Linked DNA regions of Rattus norvegicus: region 1 is linked to region 2. A link is a contact called in public Hi-C data. All regions are on one chromosome and are shown on one strand. The core of a region is the stretch at or near the end of the contact, and the rest is flanking DNA. Distances in the headings are between cores, read along the strand shown.

Evidence for each region. A called contact is a pair of places that touch in the nucleus more often than the background predicts.
Region 1: a contact with region 2 is called in a Hi-C map of hepatocytes, with 2.8 times the contacts expected there. The contact joins the promoter of U2af1 here to the promoter of Wdr4 in region 2. A contact is called at or near these places in 7 of 12 Hi-C or Micro-C datasets (Schwann cells, hepatocytes, kidney and 3 more) and 1 of 1 datasets of contacts at active chromatin or transcription factors (oligodendrocytes).

What each region holds. Positions count from the first base shown.
Region 1 is chr20:9,749,971-9,756,547 of GRCr8, reverse strand. U2af1 (U2 small nuclear RNA auxiliary factor 1) reads left to right here and starts at 1,454. Exons shown (of 8, transcript NM_001044291.1): 1 at 1,454-1,548; 2 at 4,420-4,507. The coding sequence starts at 1,505.
Region 2 is chr20:9,602,251-9,608,947 of GRCr8, reverse strand. Wdr4 (WD repeat domain 4) reads left to right here and starts at 4,230. Exons shown (of 11, transcript NM_001399044.1): 1 at 4,230-4,357; 2 at 6,046-6,114. The coding sequence starts at 4,269.

The DNA.
Region 1 (6,577 bases), core at 205-2,704, 150 kb before region 2:
GCACTCAGGAGCCAGAGGCAGGTGAATCTCTGTGAGTTTCAAGTCAGCCTGATCTACAAAGTGAGTTCCAGGATAGCCAGGACTACACAGAAAAAACAAAAAAACAAAACAAACAAACAAACAAACAAAAAAAACCCCAAAAAAACCTGTCTTGAAAACCAAAACCAGCCAGACAAACAAACAAGAAGTGACAAGATGCTGTATACTTAGGGCCTTGGGAGCCGTGGAGGACCACCAGCAGGAATTGATGTCTGTATTCTTTTAAACTCTGTCAGTTGGACCAGTTACTGAACTTCCTATGTGGGCATCTGTCTTCCCAGCTGTATTAGTTCCTTTCAGTTGAGGGATAGAGCCCAATGATACGACACACGAAGGAGTAAGGAGTGGCTGCACTTGCCTTCACGGACCTACCCAGAAGCCTCTTCTCCATAACTTAGAGAAGTCCACTTAAAGATTAAGCACCACACCAGCCAAGGCTGGGGATGTAATTCAGTTGCTTTTGTAATGGAGTGCTTGCTTAACACACAGCATCATATAAACCTGTCTGGTAGCGCACACCGGTAACCCTAGCACTCAGGAGGTAGAGGTTCAGAAGGATCGGAAGTTCAAGGTCATAGTAGCCATATAGCCTGATGCTTACATATGACCATCTCATGGAGAAATAAAACAAAACACGCACAATAAAGGAAGTATCACAGGAGCCTGTGATATATATGTGAGCTATATTCGTGTCACAGGGCTTGCTCTTCTGTCTCCAAATAAAAGATAAAAAGATGCGACATGAGTAGATGAATGAGACATGGATAGTTGGGTGGATTAATTAGTAAGGGGTGAATGGGCGTATAGGACGACAGAACGATGAACAAACTAATGGTCTGGTCATCGGTCCTGGTTCCAGTAACCAGGTTAATTCGTAAGAGCCTGTGTGGAGACCCCCAACTTCTTCAACCCTCTCCCACGGTTCGTCCTCGGGTGGAACTGGCTCTATAGCCAGAGAGAGCAAACAAAGTCATCAAACCAAGATGACCCAACAGCCTGGGATAACAAGATCAGGCTCTGCCTGGAAATTTAGTGACTTGAAGGTGAGCTGGTGACTGTGAGGATGCTGTGGGCTTAAACCCCTCCAGGAGGCCTAACAAGGCCCCTATGGACAGCCGCACCAGTGGGAGGCCTGGGACAGGAGGGCCAGCAAGGGGAGAGGGCGCGGTTCCAGCGGCAGGAGCGGGAAACAGCGGTGCTGAGCACGCGCGGAGCGGCTGCCCACAGCCTAAGCAGCGAGCAATGCGCGGGACCCGCCCGGGCAGCAGGGAGTACGCAGGCGCCGGGGAAGGAGGGCGGAGCCTCCGCGCGCTCTTCGTCCCGCCCCCGCGCTGACAGCGCCTTTCTCAATTGGACAGAACTTCTACGACGGGCGGGGAGAGCGTCGTCGCGTCCGGTGACGTCACGGGGGAACGTCGGCACAGTCGGCAGCGTCGGCTGCCGTGCCGGAGTCGTCCGCTGGAAAATGGCGGAATACTTGGCCTCCATCTTCGGCACCGAGAAAGACAAGTGAGTAGGGGCGACCTGCCGGGACTTGAGCTAGGAGGGCGACGGGCAGCGGGTGCCGGCTGAGGCAAGCGGCGCGGGCGTACAGGCGTAGCCGGTGGCTCGGGCCTGGCGGCCTCGCGCGGCAAGGCGCCCCCGCCTCGTGGGCCGGGCGGCGGGACCTGGCGGGCGGCTCGAGCTGGGCCTCAGCGCCTAGAGCTCCACGGCGGGCGCTCCACGGTTCCCGGGTTCTACACGGGACCCTGCTCCACGCCGCGCTCCCACCGCTGCCCTGGGCTTCTGTGGCGAGATAACACGTTTCTTGCAACTTTAGGCTTTGAGTGGTCGTGTCGGAAGTGCTATGGCACCATCCTCGCTAGCATTCAGTCGCTGGGGCCGACCTTTGGGAGCGGTTTCGACCGAATAAACCTCGGGCCTGCCTAAGCGTTGGCGGACCCGCTTTTCATTTTAAATTAATGTTTGCATATCCGTAGCCAACTGTTAGGGTAAGAGGAAAAGAAATAACAATATTCCCGCCTGTATTCGTATGCCGCCGTGGCACATACTCATTTCCAGCGTGTTGGCTGAAGTTTAGGTTATGAGGAATGCCTTCAGACGCTTTGAAGGATAATTCCTACTTTGGAAACCTAAAGATTTAAGTGTCTGGCTTAATCTGCCTGCTCCCAGTAAGTAGTCACCATCTTTATGTTTCCGAGTCTTGTACAAGGTTCATGCAGATGTCAGTCATGGTGGTAAGCCTTTGCGATAGGTATCATTTTTGGTGCCACATTCTCACTGTTAAAATGTTCTGTTTTCCAGGATGGAGGCTGTCCGATCAGGCACCTTTATACAGTCTACAGTGTTTGAAAAGAGGGGATGTTTCTAAAAGCCTAATGCCCGAATCGGCAGTCACTCGGGAGACATTTTATTGGATGTCAGGTCTAGGCCAGTCTTGGAGAATCAGATGGGTTGAAGTCTGGGTTCTCAGGAAGTCATGGAGGAAGGCTGTGCCTTGTGTTAAGGGTGACTGAACTACATTGAAGGGCCTGGGGGGATGACTCAGTCGTTCAGAGTGTGAACTGCACTTCAAGAGACCAGTAGTTTGGCTCCCTGAATCCCCTTCATTGCAATCTGATGTCTCACAGCCACCTGTAATGCCAGCTCCCCCAGGCACCTGCACTTGGGTATACACCCATACCCCCCCCCCCATATATGTAATATAAAATAAGACCTTTAAAGTACTTTAAATCAACACTCAAAGTCAGGTGTGATGGGTTATATTTAGTGTCAGCACTCCAGAAAGCAGAGGTAGGTAGGTAGAGCTCTTGAGTTCCAGCCTGGTCTACATAACAAGTTCCAGGACAAAGCAACTATCTCAGAAATACCTGTAAATGTGTTTGGTTCCATGGAATAGTGTCTTCTCCAAGTTCTGACATTACAGAGAAGATGGGCCTGGAACGTGGTGAAATGTGTGTGCCAGCTCTGACACAAGAGGTTTTCCCTGCATTGGTGCCCGAAGGCTGGGGCTTCAAAACCAGAGGCATAGCAGTTCTGGCCCTGTGTTGATATCTGTGTAGTGAAGGGCCTTCTCAGCAAAGTATTCAGAATTTTTCTTTTTAAATCTAGATTACTTATTTTAGCTGAAACAGGAATGTTGGGGTGCCTATTTGGGGCTTTTTATGTGGTGAGTCTTTACCAACGGAAAATGTAGCTGTGACTTTGTTGCTAGACTCAGCTTTTCTGGCAGAAATCACCCTTTTCCTTGTACTTCTCCTGGCTGCCCCAAATCAGGGTTTCTCTGCATAGCCCTGGCTGTCCTGCAATTCTTTGTAGACCAGGCTGGTGTCAAACTCAGATTTCCCTGCTTCTGCCTCCCGAGTGCTAGGATTAAAGGTGTGTGCCACCACTGTGCCAAAGCAGAGTGTCTGCTGGGGGAGCAGGTTTGAGAGCTATTTCATGTGGAACACTCCGGTATTTTCAGAGAGAAGTTTGTCCGTTCCGAGGTTTTTTTTTAAACAGGTTTTTTGGTTTCTGTTGATCTTCCTAGAGAGAGATCACCTGGTGGAGTTAGGTTGTGTAAAGTAAGGAGATTATTAGCAAACATTCTCCTTTCCAGATAAACTCAGACTTAGTGTCTGATATCAACAGAGGATAGATAACTGGTCTTCATGGTCTACTATGAGACCAACCTTCAGTCTTTACTCCAGGGCAAGGACTTAAGCATGCGGCTCTTGCTAAAAGTATCTATGGGGCAGCATTCCTGCCTCTGCATAGGGAAGCTGCAGCAGTTCAAGCCACAGATCTTGTAGACCAGCCAGCACCTGATGAGTCTGGTTGCTTGTGGCTCTGCAGAGCAAGACTTTTTGGCAGGTGAAATGATCATGTGTGGTTTGTCAGGTAGGCTAGCTCTCCACATAGCACATTTGCACTGAGGTGAAGCCAAGAGACCTGCTTGCTTCAGACCAATTTGGAAATTTCCTCTTGGTTTGGTACATGAGTTAGAGAGAGCCTGGACTTTGTTTTCTGTTTTCCTTACATGATGACGGCACTCAGGCCTGTGAGCAAGCACACATCCTCGTCTTAGGAACAGAGCCTCCATGGCACTGTCCTCATCTATAGGTAGTACCCAGGACCCACAGAATGGGCCAATCTTGAAGGGAAAGAAAATGTTCAAAGGCTAGGGGGCTTGGGTTAGAGGGAGGCAGGTTAGAATTAGAGCCCTTCTGTGGGGAGCTAGAGTAGTGATCTCTCTCATACTGGCTGCAAGGGGACACAGCCAGCAGGAGCTGCCTGACTTCTACATCGTGGAAGAGGGTAGATGGGAAGTAGCTTCGAGTTCATGATGTTTCTGCCACATCTTCCTAGAAATAATCAGTTCTTATTTTCCCTTTACAGAGTCAACTGTTCATTTTATTTCAAAATTGGAGCGTGTCGTCATGGAGACAGATGTTCTCGGTTGCACAATAAACCGACCTTTAGCCAGGTTTGTGTGTTGTTGGGTTTTTTGTTTTTTATTTTATTTTTTTCACAAATTATCCACAGTTCTTGTGTTTCAGGAGTGACTAATGTTCCCACAACACTCAGCAAGTCAAATCTTCCCTCTGGTTTTATTTTGCATTTGTTGCAGAGGGTGATGGACCTACCCCAATGGGATGTCTTCTTGTTCTTGACCTTAGAGGAGCTTCTTAAAATATGGTTGGGTGTTGGCTGAAGTTCTCTGCCCTTTTCTTCTCCCTTACGGAGAGACAGTGGATGCAGAGAGATCTCTGCTCACCAGTCAGTAGTGGTGCAGTCACTGGGTGAGGCAGGCTGTCATGGGTGTCTTATCAGCAGACCCAGCGTGCTCATGCCCCAGTGAGGCCCATGGTTTGACACCACAAGGCATCATGGGCATAGAAACTTAAGATGGGCATAAATTGATCCTGTCAGGGTTTTTTTGGATTCACTGAGATGTGTTTGTTAGCTTAGGTTTTTAGGTCTGCCCAAGTTAAACTTAGTCCCATGTTATTTCGTTTGCTGGAGCAGTAGGGGTTGTTGGGATAAGGCATTTTGGTCCTAGCACAGACTTGCTAATAAATGAAGAGGTGAGAGATTGGAAAGTCTCACTGAGTCTGTCTAGATTGGACTGTTGAGTTCATCATTGTCCAGTCCCCGCCTCCTTACAGCAACCCTAAAGCTACAGATGCATCTTTTTAAAGGATGCATCTTTCATGTGTTTTTCCTTCTTGCGTACTATATTTTTTTCTGTAGATTGTTAAGACATTTGCCAGTTATATAAGGAGATACAAGGAATAAAGGAACCTTGTTTTAGAATGTTAAGTCCCCAGGAAACCACAACATTGATGTCTTTAGAGGGGAGAGCATGATAGGTTTTTCTTCCCACTCATCCTTGACTACCCCATGGTTAGTATAGGAGGTATCAGTCCTCTAATGACCCTAAAGGGCCCTTTTCTTTGTGATTTGTAAGGTTTATCAAAGCATCTGCTTTAAACTGTTATGAGTGTATTGTTTTTCTGACTATTTACAAAATCTCCCAGCTGACCCAGTGGTCTTAGGCTGCTGACTCTGCATGCCTTCGGTGTCTTTGTGCTTGGTCAACAGGCATGTGAGGTGGCGGGTAGACAGGCTGCTCTCCATGCTCTCTGAGCCAGAGCTGCATAGTTACCTCAAGAGCACTAAGCACTGTGGCCTAGAACAAAGCAGGGAGGTGGGCCCCATATACTGTGCTGAGCTCAACACTACAGCAGTTACCTCAGTTGGATTTGGTTGACTAGTCAGAGAACTACAGCTTCCCCTTTCTACATTGCTTTCCCTATATCGAGTAGCCTTTGTCTGCCCCAGTTTTGGGGAGACCTGCAGGGGACCAGCCATCTGCTTGCTACTATGCTCCCAGTAGGAAGCTGGGTAAACTCAGCTCTGGGAAAGCCCTGAAGGTGCAGACCCACCCCAGGGTGCTTGAGGGCTGGCTACTTTAACTCAGTGGTCCGGTGTAAGTGGTCTGATGTTCAGCCTTCCTCCCAAGTGGGTTCCAGCAGCAGACCTGCCTCCCAAACACTGTTACACACCCTACGCCCTTTGAGCACAGCTAGAAGCTGAGCTCTGGGCTGCAGAGCACTTAGAACTGCTTGCTTTCCTGCAGGTTGTTGAGAGGCAGTCTGCTGTAGGTCATGCAGTCTGTTGGCTAGCATAATCGTAGTGAATTCAGGGTGGGTTTCTTTGTAAGCTCTAGTGATGTGGACGTGAGATTGATGTACCATATTAGCTTACTAACTTAAACATGGTTTGTTTTTTCAGACAACTTGATTTTAAGAAGAACGGTACAGTGTAAGGTTTCAAGTCTGCCTGATCCAGTTAAAAGCACAAGGGTTAAAAGGATTTTTTTCCTTAAAAAGAAGGATCGCAAAAGAGCAAATGTTTTAACTATTGTATTATGTAAACAGAGACCCACCAAGAAAGTGTAAATAAGACTCAGGTATCCAAGACAACTGGCGTGGCTGCTTTGCTAAGAGACCAGAGACCTTTGGTACTGCATACAGTTGAAGTATGCATTTGG
Region 2 (6,697 bases), core at 2,981-5,480:
CCCTCTTCTGGTGTGTCTGAAGACAGCAACAGTGTACTCACATATACATAAAATAAATAAATCTTTAAAAAGACTGATTTTTTTAGATTTATTCATTTATTATATATAAGTACACTGAGCCATCTGTCCAGCCCAAAAGACTGAATTTTAGTAGAGACATTTAAACAGAGCACACACCATGATAGAAATGATGAAAAGATTCACCACAGCAGGAAGCCTCCATCTCCTCTGTGGTGACTCCATGGTACCATAAAGACGGTGTAGGAAACAGGGACCACCATGAACTTGGCCACAGTGGTAGGAACTGTTGGGGAGAACACATTGTCAGTGGATTTGTATCTCTGCCTGGGCATTCTGGTTAAACCCAGCCGGCACACAGCTTACCTGAAGCCCCAGGAGCAACGTGCAGCGACCCCTCCTTCTGCAAGGACAGATAGCCACGTGCCCGGATAGCTGGCAGCGTCTGCTAGCAAGTCCCGTGAGGTAGTGAGAAAGAAGATGAGATTCAACATGGAATTTGGAAGAAGTGCTGGATGCAAGAACAGTTTACAAACCTGCATCTCTAGAGAGGCAGGAACAATTACAAAACATAAATTTAAAAGACCTCGTGGTATTAGCAAAACCCCATATATTGTGGTAAGGATATATTTAAATGTTTTGTCTATGCCCTTAAAGGATGATAAGATAGGGCTGGAGAGATGGCTCAGTGGTTAAGAGCACTGACTGCTCTTCCAGAGGTCCTGAGTTCAAATCCCAGCAACCACATGGTGTTTCACAACCATCTGTAATGAGACCTAAAACCCTCTTCTGGTGTGTTTGAAGACAGCTACAGTGTACTTATATATAACGAATAAATAAATCTTTAAAAAAAAAAAAAAAGGATGATAAGATAATGCTGAGCTAAGGGAAAAGCTATTCGCGGTAGAGCCAAGGTGGCTTTCGGCACAGTGTAAACATGCTAATTTTATTCCAAATGGCCTAATACATTCAATTATTTCCTTAAAGATTTATTTATTTTATATGAGTACACTGTTGCTGTCTTTGGACACAGCAGAAGAGGGCATCAGATCTCATTACAGATGGTTGTGAGCCACCATGTGGTTGCTGGGAATTGAACTCAGGACTTCGGGAAGAGCAGTCGGTGCTCTTAACCACTGAGCCATCTCTCCAGTCCCACATTCAATTATTTCCTAATCAGTATCTGAGCAGGGGCCCTCTGGGGAATTGGACGATTGAATTGTCACAATTATGTGAAAGTGGGGGAAAGGGATCTGAACAGTTTAGTGGTGAGGGAGGAGGGAGAGAGGAGGGGTAGGAGGAAAAGGAGAGAAAGGGGGCAAGGACACAGGCAAAGTATAAATCAACAAAACTGAGCCTGCTGCCAGAGTGGTTATTTCTTGGGGGGTCCTTGTCTTAGGGCTTTGATCTGTCAGCAGCACACAGCAGGATCCAGGGAGGAAGCCACAGCGACAAGGAAACTTAATTTTGTGATTTAGGGTTTGTTTGTTTGTTTGTTTGTTTGTTTTTCCTCAGAGACAAGGTTTTTCTATGTAGCCCAGGCTGTCCTGAAAAGAACTGCCTGCCTCTTCCTCCAGAGTGCTGGGATTAAAGGCACGTGCCACCACCTGCCCAACTGGTTTTGATGTATTTTTTTTAAAGATTTATTTATTATATATGTACACGGTAGCTGTCTTCAGACACACCAGAGGAGGGCATCAGATCTCATTATAGATGGTTGTGAGCCACCATGTGGTTGCTGGGATTTGAACTCAGGACCTCTGGAAGAGCAGTCGGTGCTCTAAACCACTGAGCCATCTCTCCAGCCCTTGATGTATTTTTAAAATTTGTTTATTTTTATAGTCTCTCTCTCTCTCTCTCTCTCTCTCTCTCTCTCTCTTTCTCTGTGTGTGTGTGTGTGTGTTTGTGTGTGTGTGTGTGTGTGTGTGTGTGTGTGAATTTGTGCATGTGAATTAGTGCTCATGGAGGCCAGAGAGGGCAACAGATGCTCTATAAGAGGATTTAAAGGAATTTGCTACCTAGATCAGGCTGGCCTTAAACTTGGAGCCACCCATCCCGGTCCTTTTATTTTTAATATTTTCATTGAGAATGTCACACATGCATATGATTTGTTTTTGACAAAGTCCACCCGCCCACCCATTACTTCCCTGTCCTAGTCACAACTATTCCTTCCCAATTGTGTATTTATGTGTGTGTGTGTGTGCACTTATGTGTGTATGCATGTGTACATTTGTGTGTGTGTGTGTGTGTGTGTGTGTGTGTGTGTGTGTGTGTAATTCACTGAGTCTACTTAGGGCTGCCAGTAAATGCAAGGATGTGGAACCTTCCACTAGATCATGGGTCATGTGGCTTCTCAAAGGTCGTATCTTTGAAGAAAACCCACTCTCCCTCTCCCAGAAGCTATTAACTGCCAGGGACTTCTCAGCTATACTTAAATGAGAGCCCATCTCTTTTTGGAGGGGGGTTGGGGTGAAGTTAATACTGAACAGCCTTCCAGGAAGCTTCAATAAAGCACCACCAACTGATGCAAGGCAAACTGGGTAGTTGTGCGTGGCTTAACACCAACAAAGGCTCCTGAGTTCCAGATTTCCTAAGGGCAGGAAGGGGAGAAAATCTGCTCAAAGGTCACGTTCTTCAAAGTAGCCAAGAAGGTTCCGGAAAAGGAATGGCACCTAAGAGGGCAGATCTCAGGCCCAGTGAAGGCGTTACCTGCTTGTGATTACTAAGAACTCTGCCCAGTGGGCTTCAGAACTGGGACAGACCAAGGATCCTGTGCTTTGCCTGATGCCACTTTCACGTCAGTGTTTGTCTTGAGTGAGCTGTTGCCTAAATGGACGTTCATGCCTGTGTGAGGGCATGGTGACCGGGGAGGGGGTGGGGGTGGTGGTGGTGGTGGTGGTGGTGGTGGTGGTGCCTTAGCATTAGATCATTGCTCTCTGTAGCCTGGCAAAGGGCTTCCATTTCTCCTTGCTATGATGTTTGATAAACTCAAGACCTGGCTTCTCTGATACAATTTAACTTCACCCATTATTTATCTTAATTACATTTGTAGGCGGTGGTCTCATTTGCACAAGTGATTTTTTAGTTGTTTGTTTATTTTTTTTTTTCTTTTTTCTTTTTTTTTTCAGAGCTGGGGACTGAACCCAGGGCCTTGCGCTTGCTAGGCAAGCGCTCTACCACTGAGCTAAATCCCCAACCCCTTGTTCATTTATTTATTATTTATTTATGTAAAGACAGGGTTTCTCTGTCTAGCCCGGGCCATTCTGGAACTCAATGTGTAGACCAGGCTGGCCTCAAGAGATCTGCCTGCTTCTGCCTCCCAAGTGCTGGGATTAAAGACTTGTGCCGCCACCTCCCAGCTTCCAGAAGTAGTTCTCATCAATCCATGCTGTTAGACAGATGTTGTGTAACTTGCTCAAGTAAAAACGAAGAGCTGTTCTGACTCAGTTTGAGGTAAAAATGGAGCCAACAACGGCTGCTTTATAAGATGGATTCACCGGGGTTGGGGATTTAGCTCAGTGGTAGAGCGCTTGCCTAGCAAGCGCAAGGCCCTGGGTTCGGTCCCCAGCTCCGAAAAAAAGAAAAGAAAAAAAAAAAAAAAAAAAAAAAGATGGATTCGCCCGGAGAACCTCCCAGCCTAGAGATAGCAATTGTACACAGTATAATAAGTGTGACTTTGAAATAGGTTTCGGGTGTGTTGGGTGGGTGGAGCAGATGAACCGTCTCTTTATGAGCTGTCTTGGGGGGGTCTACACCCAACCAAAAGAGACCACAGCATTCTGGACGTCGTGAGTCACTGGGATGGATGGAACGAGTCTTTTGGTGATCTGGGGAGGCACACCGTTCGATACACACGTGTGACAGTTGGGGTCCAAGACGTCTTTGTCTTTCATAAGGACCGTAAGTAGCACATTTCCAGCGATTTGTAATCACACATGGTCACATATTGGGCCTGGCCATCCAGTACTAATGTCACGCAGGTTTTTTTTTTTTTTTAAAACGGCACAAACTGAGTACCAGGCTCTGTCCAAGAGGAACCACCTAACCTGACGGGCGGAAAAGTCAATCAACGCGAAAGGCACGCGGGGAATCTATAGCATCAGCACCTCCGAGGTATTCAAATGCGACCTCTCCCTGTGCGCATGCTCCTGCCCCGCACGCCATTCGCGCGGTGCCGGGTGACGTCACTGGCCGGCGCCACCAGGAAGGGCGCTGAGCGTCGCACGTGTGCGGAGGCGGCGGACGGGCCCATGGCGAGCTCTGCGGGCCTGGCACTGTGCGCCCAGACGCTGGTGGTGCGAGGAGGCAGCCGGTTCCTAGCCTTCTCCACCGCGAGCAGGTAAGAGGCTCGTGCTGAGGGCGGCGAGGCCGGAGCGGCCATGTTCCGTGTCTTCCCGGATTCCTCGGCGCCCCTTCACCCGGACCTATAGCCCCATAATCTGCACGGCAGGTCCGGGGCGCGCTCTCGGTTTAGAGTAGGGGCACTTCCGGACTTTGTGGCGCCTGCGCGGCGTCGGGAGGGCTAAGTCACGTGGGTGTCTCATTGCCCAGGCTTCTGGGGGGTCCTGGCTTCAATCCTGACCCGTTTGGAATCTTCCTGTTGAGAATCATGTATTAGGGAACCCTGCAGGTTCTTACTGAGCGCAAAACGTGCTCCTTCTCCCTCATCTGCGTCCAGCAACCCGGCTTTTGTTGCCCTTCGAGTTTTTTTTTTTCGGAGATGGGGACCGAACTCAGGGCCTTGCGCTTCCTAGGCAAGCGCTCTACCACTGAGCTAAATCCCCAACCCCCTTCGAGGTTTTTAACCCGACACCTTCCAAACCCAGGATGCTTGCGGAGCCTGAAGTGGGCATCTCCCTAAAGGCCCTTCACATGACATAACGTTTTGCTTTGTTATTTCTGTCCTTATGTATACGTCGTGTTCGGTGATAGTATTCTTTGAGCAAGTAGTTGATTACCACCAACCTAGAGAATCAGTGGCAGTCCGTGTCGGCTTTTTTCCCCCCTATCCCGTTTAGCTTCGGTACTTAGATGTTTGAAGATTAGGAATTGTTCCTCAGTTTGTGCCTTTTGGGGAATGCCCAACAAAGTTTCGGACTTGGAAGATGATTTCTCTTTCTGCGGTTAAGTGTTTAACTGGAAAAGTCTTTGATAAAGCCGCTTTATGGGTTGTCAATAGTACCAGATGCTTTAATGTGCTAGGTTACAGGTCAGAGCAAAAGAAGGGAGCTTAAGTTCTGATTTGGAATGTGATTCTCATCTGAGTAAGGGCCAGAGGCTCATGGGGGCAGGTGAGACTTGTTTCTGAATTATGTAAGGACAACCTCAGCGGTTTTAAATTTGAGAGCAAAGCTGAGTTGAAAACAATTATCAGAGGGCTGGAGAGATGGCTCATAGGTTAAGAGAGCTGGCTGTTCTTCCAGAGGTCCTGAGTTCAACTCCTAGCAACCATATGGTGGCTTATAACCATGGATAACGAGATCTGGTGCCCTCTTCTGGTATGCAGGCATGCATGCAGGAAGAACATTACATATATAATAAATAATTTTTTAAAAAGAAAATATCAGAATGGGTGGGTGGCCGGGGGGGAGGGGAGTGGGGGAACTGGGGTTCGCTAGTGGACACCTTTGATCCCAGCACTCAGGCAGAGGCAGGTGGATATCCCAAGTTTGAGGCCAGCCTGGTCTACAGAGTGAGTTCCAAGACAGCCAGGGCTACACAGATAAACCACCACCATAACAAAAAACCATATCAGAACATAATTTAGAATTAACAGGTTGGTGGCTGGAAGAAGACTGCATTGATTCCAGGCTTGCACCGCCATGCCACACTGAACTGATTTAGAACAGGACCGTGCCGACTGTTCATGATGTATGCTGACAGGTTAAGCAGTGGCAGTCCTTGGCTCTTCTCTGTCATGGATAAGACCCATGATGTAATGACAGTGATGTGTTTTTGTTCCCAGGGTAAGATGCAGTAATCATGTGTGTTTGTTAATAACTGCTCATGCCTATCTCTTCCCTTTAGCGACGATGACTGCCTCTTCTCGTATGACTGCAGCACTGCCGAGAAGAAGTCCGTGCAGGAAGATAAAGGGTGAGATGGTGGGGAAGCATGGTCGCTTGTGGTTTGAGCGCTGAGACCGGTGAGCCTGCTGAAGTCCTGGCTCCTGTTCCCTTGTTGTGCATTCCAGTTCAGAAAGAAACATGGAAGCAACTTGGACTGTGGGCATTCAGACTATGTGGGACCTTCCCGGGGAACTTTTAGGTTCTTTTGTTTTAATTTCTTTAGTACTCATTTTTGTTACTGGCTCCTTAAAGTAAGAGTGACCGTTTCAAACGAAATGCACTGAGGGCAGGTGTGGGGAGTTAACTAATTGAAAGGTAAGAAGCAGCGTGTGACTGTTTTGTGTGGTGGCCTGGACTTGTGACTCAGTGTGTCATGAATTTTATCAACCCCTGCTTCTAGCCTTGGATTAGTCCATGTCTATGAGGGCTAGGCCACGTGATCGCTGAGAGTCCTTCCAGCCCACACTGGATATTAATTAGCATTTGTGTTAGGTTTCATGCTTGGGTCCCCTTAATCTCTCATCATGCTCTGGCTGCACGAAGTGCCTGACCACGCGCCTTCTACTTACCTGTGTTAGAATGGACAAGCCCGGCAACTCACACGAGGCCTA